Regions from separate parts of the Mus musculus genome. Here region 1 is linked to region 2. Evidence: chromatin contacts called from public HiChIP or PLAC-seq data. All regions are on one chromosome and are shown on one strand. The core of a region is the stretch at or near the end of the contact, and the rest is flanking DNA. Distances in the headings are between cores, read along the strand shown.

Region 1 (4,403 bases), core at 1,738-4,237, 120 kb before region 2:
CAAGTGCTAGGATTAAATGTGTGAGCCAACATGTCTGGACTTTTCCCTTCCTTTCTCCTCCTCCTCCTCCTCCTCCTCCTCCTCCTCCTCCTCCTCCTCCTCCTCTTCCCCCTCCTCCTCCTCCTCCTCCTCCTCTTCCTTCTCCTCCTCCTCCTTTTGAGACATGTTCTAACTGTTTTGCTAAGGTAGCTCTGAAGCTTGTGGTATCCTGCCTCAGCCTTCCAGACTCTGGGGTCACAGACATGCTGTGTCACCGCACCCTGCCAATGTAGGAACTTTGAGACGGAGGGGCACACAGCCCAGCCTGTAGAGCCATCCTACAGTAAGTTTCTGAAGCTTCACTCTTCTCTCCACGCTGCCAGGTTTGCAGGAAGCGCAGTACCGTGTGGTAACAGAGATACAGAGGCAGACCATAGGGTAAAGATGTGCTTGGAGCTGCCAAAACCGGATCTGGCAAGACTTTGGCTTTTCTTGTTCCGGTAAGTACATTTGTTTTGGATCAGGGCCTCTATTATATGATTTTATGACATTCTATACCTATAACAAAACAGTTATGTAGATAGCTGTTTCATGTTGGAGTTCTTGGCCAGACAGGAGCCACATCTATTGAGTTCCTTGCCTGATCTCACTCTCATTAGCTTGTATGACAGTGCTCATGGAAGGCACTCAGTAACTTACTTTGGTGAATGAGTCAGTCTGCTTTATAAGCTATTGCATTCTGAAGGAGGTGGACATGCCATTGTGGTAGTGTAGAATGGTCTTGTTCTGTCTTTGTGCTTGGGTTATTCCATTTGATGTAATTCCCAGGAGACCTGGTAGGGAAGGCTGTTTCTGCGTTCACCCTTGCAAGCAAGGTGGTATTTGTAGTTGCCATTTGTCTAGGATGAGGCTGAAACACTCTCACATCAAAAGGCTTTGGGTGATTGCAGAGTGCTTCCTGGAGTGTTGGCACTGTCCTTAGTAGCTGGTAGAACGGCTAAGGATTCATTTGCATCTCAGTTGCTTCTTTGGCCCTCATGGCTTCCACAAAATCATTGTCCCTGAACAATGACAGTCTTGTCCCAGGCACGACTACACTAATTGTTTCATTAATTCTACTTTTAAAAAGGCAGTGCCAAAGTAATTGTTTTAAATTATATTTTGTGGAGTGTGTGTGTGTGTGTGTGTGTGTGTGTGGCAGGGCAGGCACCCGGGTCACAGTGTATAGTGACAGTCAGAGGTAATTTATGAGGGCTGGTTTTCTCTTTCTATCACACGGATCTCACTCGGGGACCCTGGAACTCTATGTCTTCTCCGTTCAGCACCCCCCACTGAAAGCTGGGATTATACGCGTGCCCCTCCACACCCCGCCCCATCAGAGCCTTTTAACATTTTCATAGACACTGTAGGCACCTACGCCGTGGGAGGTGGCTGTAGTATTAAATGTGAACCTAAATTATTAGGGTGCAGATCTGCCCACGCTTGCTGGCCAATAGATTTAAAGGTCAACATGCTTAGCCAATACTTAAACTGTAACCTTGCTGATGTAACCTGTGCCCCTAAAAATATAAAAAAATGCTTGTAATAGCCATTTGGGGGTCGCCCTCTAGTTACTGGCCTCAAGGGACTAATTGAAGGTTGACCCCAATGCGCCAGAAAATAAACCTCTTGCTTTTGCATGGAAAAAAATTATTAGGGCACAGAATCACTGTCTTCAGTAGCATGCAGGCTGATGGAACTCATTACAGCAGACGCACTAACATTTAACAAAACACCTTTCTGTTTAGGATTGTCCCAGCCACCTCGATTTTGTCTTTCTCTTCCTGAAAATTGGAGAGTAAAGTATGAGTGTCTTGGAGATGCAAATGGATGGGGAAAATATGTTTTAAATTGTATTTTGATATGACAGCTAGAGGTGTGAGTTAATACAGATTAGAAACAAAATGGGTGTATTGAGGAAATGTCTTTCAGTGAATGGAAGTTGGATTCTGTGAAGATGTCAGTGTGGATTCAAGTTTGTCATTATTTGTCTATTTTTCTTTCTTGCTACAAAATGTCAGTGTAAAAAGAAACAGTGATGAAAAATGATCTGTGTTGTCCTGTTTGAAAGTCTTTAAATACAGTAACTATAAATGCTCAGTCAGTATAGCTGCATAGATCTAAGGTTTAAAGGATTTAAAAGGAGCCTGAGGCTGAGTTCCACTGTCCTGACTGATTTGGATGGATAAACCTTGAGATGAATTTGAGGATGATGGTGGTGATGGTGATGATGTAGGTGTGGTGTGTGTATGTGTATACATGTTCCACGGCACACGTGTAGAGGTCAGAAGACAACTTTGTGGAGCCAGTCATTTCCTTCCACCTTTATGTGGGTTCTGGGGATCAGACTCACATCACGAGCTTTGCACGGCAGGCACTTTTCCCAGTGGGACACCTCGCTGCCCCTCCCACAGCTTTTGCTATGTGAGCCTGGGTATTCAATAGGCAGAGATGCACTCGAGTATAATCTCTTCCTTGGCTTACCCTTGAAGAGGCTTTGGTCTTTCATGTTTTGTTGAAATAGTTATTAAAACGTTGTTACAACTAAATAACGTAAATACTATTGAGGTCAGCTACAGAATTACTCAGAATTGCCTATATCCTTACTCTAACTGCTATAGATAAGGGAACTTGCGACCTGTGGACCATAACATTTTAGAGAAATTTGATGCGAAGACTTTGATCTTATATTACACATGGCTTGAAAGGTAATTTTATAACTTGCAAAAATGTGGCTCTCAGAGAAAATTTCGAGAAGGCTGATGTGCAGTAACAATGTATACAACCACAGGTTATGTGACAGGTATGGCACAGCGCGGCCAGTGCATAGTCACTGCAAGTGTTACCGATCAGCTGGCTGGAGTCCTTTGGTCAGCCGGATGTTGTGGGTGGGCGAAGAGAGGCTCTTCCATGTTGGCCTGGGAGCCCAGTGTATCTATCTATTCCGCAGTGTGGCGCTGCAGTACTGAGCTGTAGGCAGGAGCAGCAGAAGCAGCTGGTGGCGCCCTCTAGTGTCAGACTCTCGTGAATGCTCTGCACATTGAGATCCTTGGCTGAAATGGTAGAGAGCCTAGGCTACTAAAACCCTTAGTTTCTCAAGTGTTGCACCTGTTGTGTGAGCCCAGGGAGTGGAGATTCCCGAGTGAGTGCCTGCCTGTTTCAGCTTCTTGGCAGGCCTGGTTACGGCTGTGTTACGGCAGTGCTACAGCTGGTTCCCAGGATTAGGGTGTCTGAGACCCAGACCTAAATGTTTTACAGCTTTCTGGTTTACACTCTTCCAGTGACCAGAGTCTGAAGCTTTTCCTCCCTGGGTCTTTACATCTTTCCATTCTTCCCTAGCCTCAGTTCACTGACCTTTCTACTTCTGTCGTCACCTTATTCCTGCTTTGTCCGGAACTCTCTAGCCACCCCTTGCTTGGCTGTCAAGTGGCCGGCTACCTCTTTTTGCTTTTGCAGACCAGTCTGACAGCTGCTTAGCTCCGGCTCTGAGCTAAGCTGCCCCTCCACCACCGTTGCCTCTTATTCTGTCTGTCACCCAGCTGTCATGGCTGCTGCCACTCCTCCGGCTCTGCCATCTGCCGCTTCTTCCTTTGTGGTTCTAGCTCAGTCCAAGAACTGATCACTCAAGAGAAGCATTTTGTGGTCTGATATTGCAACACTGGGGGAGGCTGCACAGAGAGGGTCTAGTAGGTAACTGACCGAGTGAGCTGAGAAGCCTGCTGGTATAGCAAGAGAGAGAGAGGGGGGGTAGAGGGAGGGAGAGAGAGGGAGGAGAGAGAGGAAGAGTGGGAGAGAGAGAGGGGGAGAGAGAGGGGGGAGGGAGAAGGAGAGAGGGAGGGAGAAGGAGAGAGGGAGGGAGAAGGAGAGAGGGAGGGAGAGGGAGAAAGGCAGAGAGGGAGAAATAGAGGGAGAGAGGGAGAGAGGGAGAGGGAGTTTGTACCAATCACAGCACACTCCACATGAAAATGACTGTTGTATTTGCACCAATCATGCCCTTTAGCATCAACCATAGCGTTCCCTTGTTGGGTCCTGGGGCTTTCTCTGGTCTAGGTGGAAATGTTTCTATCATTTAAAGTTCACTAAACCTTGTGACAGCTAAAAAATTCAGTGCAAGTGGCTTAAATCCATCCTGCGTGGAGCCACACGTTCAGGAGGCAGAGCTAGCAGCTGTGATGGACATATACCCTTCCTTAGGGCTCAGCAGGGTGTTCAAAATGGCCGTGGTAGTCTTGCTGTCTGTTTGAAATCTACTTGTTTTGCTCAAGGGCGTGGGGCAGCTAGGGAGAGTCCAACAGCTGTCAATTAGGGAATCACACTACCTTACACCCAAACGTCTTTCCTTACTTACAGGCCAATGGACATCAGAAGGAGGGCTCACAATGAGA
Region 2 (4,072 bases), core at 268-2,767:
AAATATGTCACTTAATCTTAACTAAGATGCCAGAAATATCTGATGACTGCATCGTTAGTTTGTCCCTGAGAGGAACCTAGAAGGACTACCTACACTTTGCTGTTTGCTATTTCCACATGGCTAATTTTCTTCCCTGAGGTCAGTGCTTCACAAGCCATGACCCAGATGGCTGTGATCCTGCCAGCCCTCGGCTTGGGCTCAGTCTCATGCAGACCCAACCCATCCCCTCTGCTCATTTTCTGTGTTGCATCTCATCACGCCTTCCTCCTGTTAAAATGTCAAGTCCCTCTTGAAGGCCCATTTCTCTCTAGCATCAGACATCTCCCAAGAGCATCCCTCTGTGGTCTCATATGACCCCCCTCTCCCACACCTACTCTGCAGCAATGGCCTCCACTCACCCACACCCGCTCGCCAACAATGGCCTCCACTCTACAGGCTCTTCTTTCTGCCCTGCTTACTCTCCCTGAGAACACCACACTAATTTCAGTTTCTGTGCCAAGCTCTGCTTGTCTGTTAGATGCCATCTAATTACTTGAAAGGTGAAAAATTCAGCTAGCACACCGCCATTCTTACCCCTACCACGAGACTGTTTGAGCCGTCAGAATGCCAGCCCCAGACTGCCAGCCACGGATGAGGGCACTTGGATACCGTGTATTCATTTTCTTCATTTCGTTCTCCTGTGCCCCTCTACTCCACAGAATCACCCTGTGCCTTCCTGTAGGTGCTTAATACACGTGGGCAGAAAAGCAATAGACTATTTTCTCCAAGGGTTTTTCTTACTAGTATCTGTTGAGAAGTGAGCAAAAAAGCCAAAGCCAAAATAATTAGTGTAAATTTATTTTTGAGGGTGTGTTTGTTTTGCATATTTTAAACCTTAGCAATTTACTGTTTAAGCATTTTACACATGTATGGAATGTGTTTTGATCAAATCGACTTCCTATTCCCTCTCCTGAAATCCCATTCACACCCCTCTTACTGAAATCTCCTCCCAGGTTCCTAAACTCTTTTTTTTAATCCCCATGGTGTCTATTTAATATTGCTTCTGTGGACACTGGTTAGGGACCCTCCTGGAGCATGGGGAGTCTCTGAGGCCCTGGATTCCTGAAGAAAACTGACTGTCCCTACCCCGGAAGCCATCAGTAGTCAAACAGCTACTGATTTGTGTTTGATATCCTGATTCTACTGAACTAGACTGTTGGTCTAGGGAAATTAGGGATGGGATTCCGTGAGGTGCCCTGCTTCTGGCATGTGTGGTGGGATCGTGGCTAGCCTGATTGTGTGCAGTCCTCTGCATGCAGTCTGGTGCATGTAGTCCCGGCTGCTGTGCGTGTGAGCTCACACTTGCAATTGCGCTATCACTCCTGGCAAAAATTGTTTTGCTATTAGACATCAACTTTCTCCAGCTCTTACAGTCTCTCCACCCACTTCTCTATAAAGATTCCTGAGTCCTAAGGGGAGGGGCATGATGCAAATGTACCATTTAGAGCGGAGGACAGTCAGAGTGAAGTTTAAAGTACACGGTCGGGATTGGTGCCACCTGGTGGCTGGTGTGGAGGTGCAATGTAAAGGCATGCTAGATAGCTCTCTTGCTTTTTCCTTAGATAGGACCAAGCTCTCTCTGCCACAGCATTTAGATTTTTTTTTAAAATAAAGTACAGGAATCACACATGTTTATAGTGTAGAATTTGCTAAGTTTTGATACAAGTATGTACCTACAAAACAATCATCACATTTAAGGTAATACACAAATTCATGAGCATTCCCCCGTTTTCTTTATAATCCCTTCCTATCCCTTAATAGTCTATTTTATTTGCAGTCAATAAATCTTCTACCTTTTGTCACTGATAAATAGCTGTAACTCTCTCCGCTTTTATACAAGTGGGATATACTAGTACACAGTCCAGTTTCTTTCGGTGAGCATGGCTATTTTAAGTTTTGCCATGTTGTTCCATGTTTCTTTTATCACTGAGTAGTCGTCCATTGTATGCTTGTGACACAATTGGTTTTGCCATTCAGCTGTTGAAAGACATTCAACTCGTTTGCTGTGTGAACCATTTGAGTGATGCTGTTGAGAACTTTTATGTAAACCTTTCTTGCTTTTTCTTCCCGTGTCTCTTGTGAGCCATCTAGGGGTAGAGTGGATGGGCCACATTGTTGCTGGGTGTTTAACATCTCCACTGACAACAGCAATGTGTGGAAGCTGCACTTTTTTCACAACCCCTTGATGTGGCTGTCTGGATTTTAGTCATTCTGATAGTGACAAGGGCCACTTAGATTTGGAGCATAAGGAAAAAAAAATCCATTGGATCCCATTGAATCCTGGTAAATTCTAGCTACTTTTGAGAGGGCTTGGGTGTTGTGTTTTTGTTAATAGAGACAGTTATGCTTGAACGAGGGATAATGAGAATCGTTTCCTTAAAGGAGCTGGTATGGGACCTTAACAAGTGGTAAAGGAAGGCAGAGGAGACAGAGATGCAGCCAGAAACAACCTTTTCTTCAAGATGAAGCCTGTCTAATTAGTTGGGCTTGTGTTGGATCAGTACCATCTAGCAGAGCCAAATCTGCCAGCTTAAAACGCCCCTGAATTAAGAGAGAAGACCTTGATTTATGTCTTGTGGGTGATTCACATTGTTGTTGTTGGAGGGCTTGAACTGGCATGGTGTTGGGCGTGGTGTAACTTTAATTTTTTTTCAAATACAACTTTTAATGATGGCTCTTAAATGCTTTAACCTTCCTTCTAGCCCACCACCCACCAGAGATAGTGGGAAAGAAAGGATGGGAGGGGTGTGGACCTGTTTAGAAAGGTTCTTTGGAGCAACTCCCATCCGTGTTGTCTGGAAATTAGCAGTTCAGCTCACAGGTCAGCAGCGGCAGTTTGATCCACTTGCAAACATTTCATGGATACACCAATAGTCTAGTTCAGGATAGCAAACACTTATCAGCAGCAGTGGTACTACCTAGCAGAGACAGCCAGGCCTCAGCCTTGGCACGAGTCAGCAGGGACTCCAGACCAACAAGTATTGTACAGTTAGCTCCATAAGCAAGCCAAGCTCAGCCTCTGACACTATCTGTAGAGTCCTATTTATATCTCTCCAAACATCATGTGTCATCCATGGATCTTGCCTCAGCATAGTGTGCCTGTCTCAGCTGACATCACTCTGCCAATCAGCCTAAGTCCATGGAAGTAGAAGAAACTGCAGCACATCACCAGAAGCTTTTTGGTGTGTTTATCTCTATGGAGTCCTGACAAATGTAGCTCAACTATGAAATGTTAAGATGGACCAACACATGTGTGTTGTTAGTGAAGAATCCTTCATCACATGTCCTGCCTCGTGTTTGCTTTAGCAGAACATCCTCTCTCTCGTGTTTGCTTCATAAGTCTGCCTTAGTCTTTCCCTTGTGTCCATTTCAGGAAAACACTCCTTCACAAGTCTGCCTTCATCTTTCCCTTGTGTCCATTTCAGGAAAACACTCTTTCATGTGTTTGCCCCAGCAAAGCACCTTCCAACACAACTGACTTTCCAAAGAACCCTTAAGCTTTCACTTAAGGGTGGGGTGCAACATGGCTCAGGGGACCAATATCAGAGCAGTGAGACACACACACACACACACACACACACACACACACACACACACACACGTAACATATTACCAATCCATGTCTCAAGAGGAGCTACAACCACATGATTAACCACCGTCTCCAATGATAGATATAATAGAAAAGAGAAGGCAGGAAAGACTAGCCAAGATCAAATGTATGATGCCACCTCTGTGGCTAGAAATAGTATCTGAACAGACATGAAATAGTCACCGGGTGACTGATGGGGGACCATTGGGAGCCAGGACTAGGGCAGGCCCAGGGAACCTGGAGTTTATATCTTGCTGGGTTAAAGGAAGATAAAATATTTCCACTTAAAAAAGTGGACTAGTGTTTGGTTTGCTCTTTGAAATGAGGGCTAGGGTAGGGGTTTCCTCTCTGGGAAAGGCACTGCTCCCTGGAATTAGAGCAAGCACAAACTGGGGACCTGCCATTGATTAGACACAATTTTAGGTTTCTTGCTTGTATTTAATT

Evidence for each region. HiChIP or PLAC-seq counts read pairs in DNA pulled down with a chosen protein or histone mark.
Region 1: an H3K4me3 HiChIP or PLAC-seq map of the SCID.adh cell line shows a contact between it and region 2, with 7 times the contacts expected there. The contact joins two enhancer-like sites. A contact is called at or near these places in 17 of 484 Hi-C or Micro-C datasets (CD8 T cells, the CH12 cell line, Th1 cells and 13 more) and 6 of 115 datasets of contacts at active chromatin or transcription factors (the HPC-7 cell line, the SCID.adh cell line, astrocytes and 3 more).

The regions. Positions count from the first base shown.
Region 1 is chr9:50,451,210-50,455,612 of GRCm38.p6, reverse strand. No RefSeq gene overlaps it. Among named protein-coding and RNA genes, the nearest start is that of Gm32462, 33 kb to the left of the region's middle. Within about 2 kb of position 2,987, at least 108 of the 459 cell types and tissues checked have an H3K27ac peak or open chromatin away from gene starts, as enhancers often do. A contact at or near this core is called in the SCID.adh cell line, where this site is marked.
Region 2 is chr9:50,331,051-50,335,122 of GRCm38.p6, reverse strand. No RefSeq gene overlaps it. Among named protein-coding and RNA genes, the nearest start is that of Gm39336, 31 kb to the right of the region's middle. Within about 2 kb of position 1,517, at least 8 of the 459 cell types and tissues checked have an H3K27ac peak or open chromatin away from gene starts, as enhancers often do. A contact at or near this core is called in the SCID.adh cell line, where this site is marked.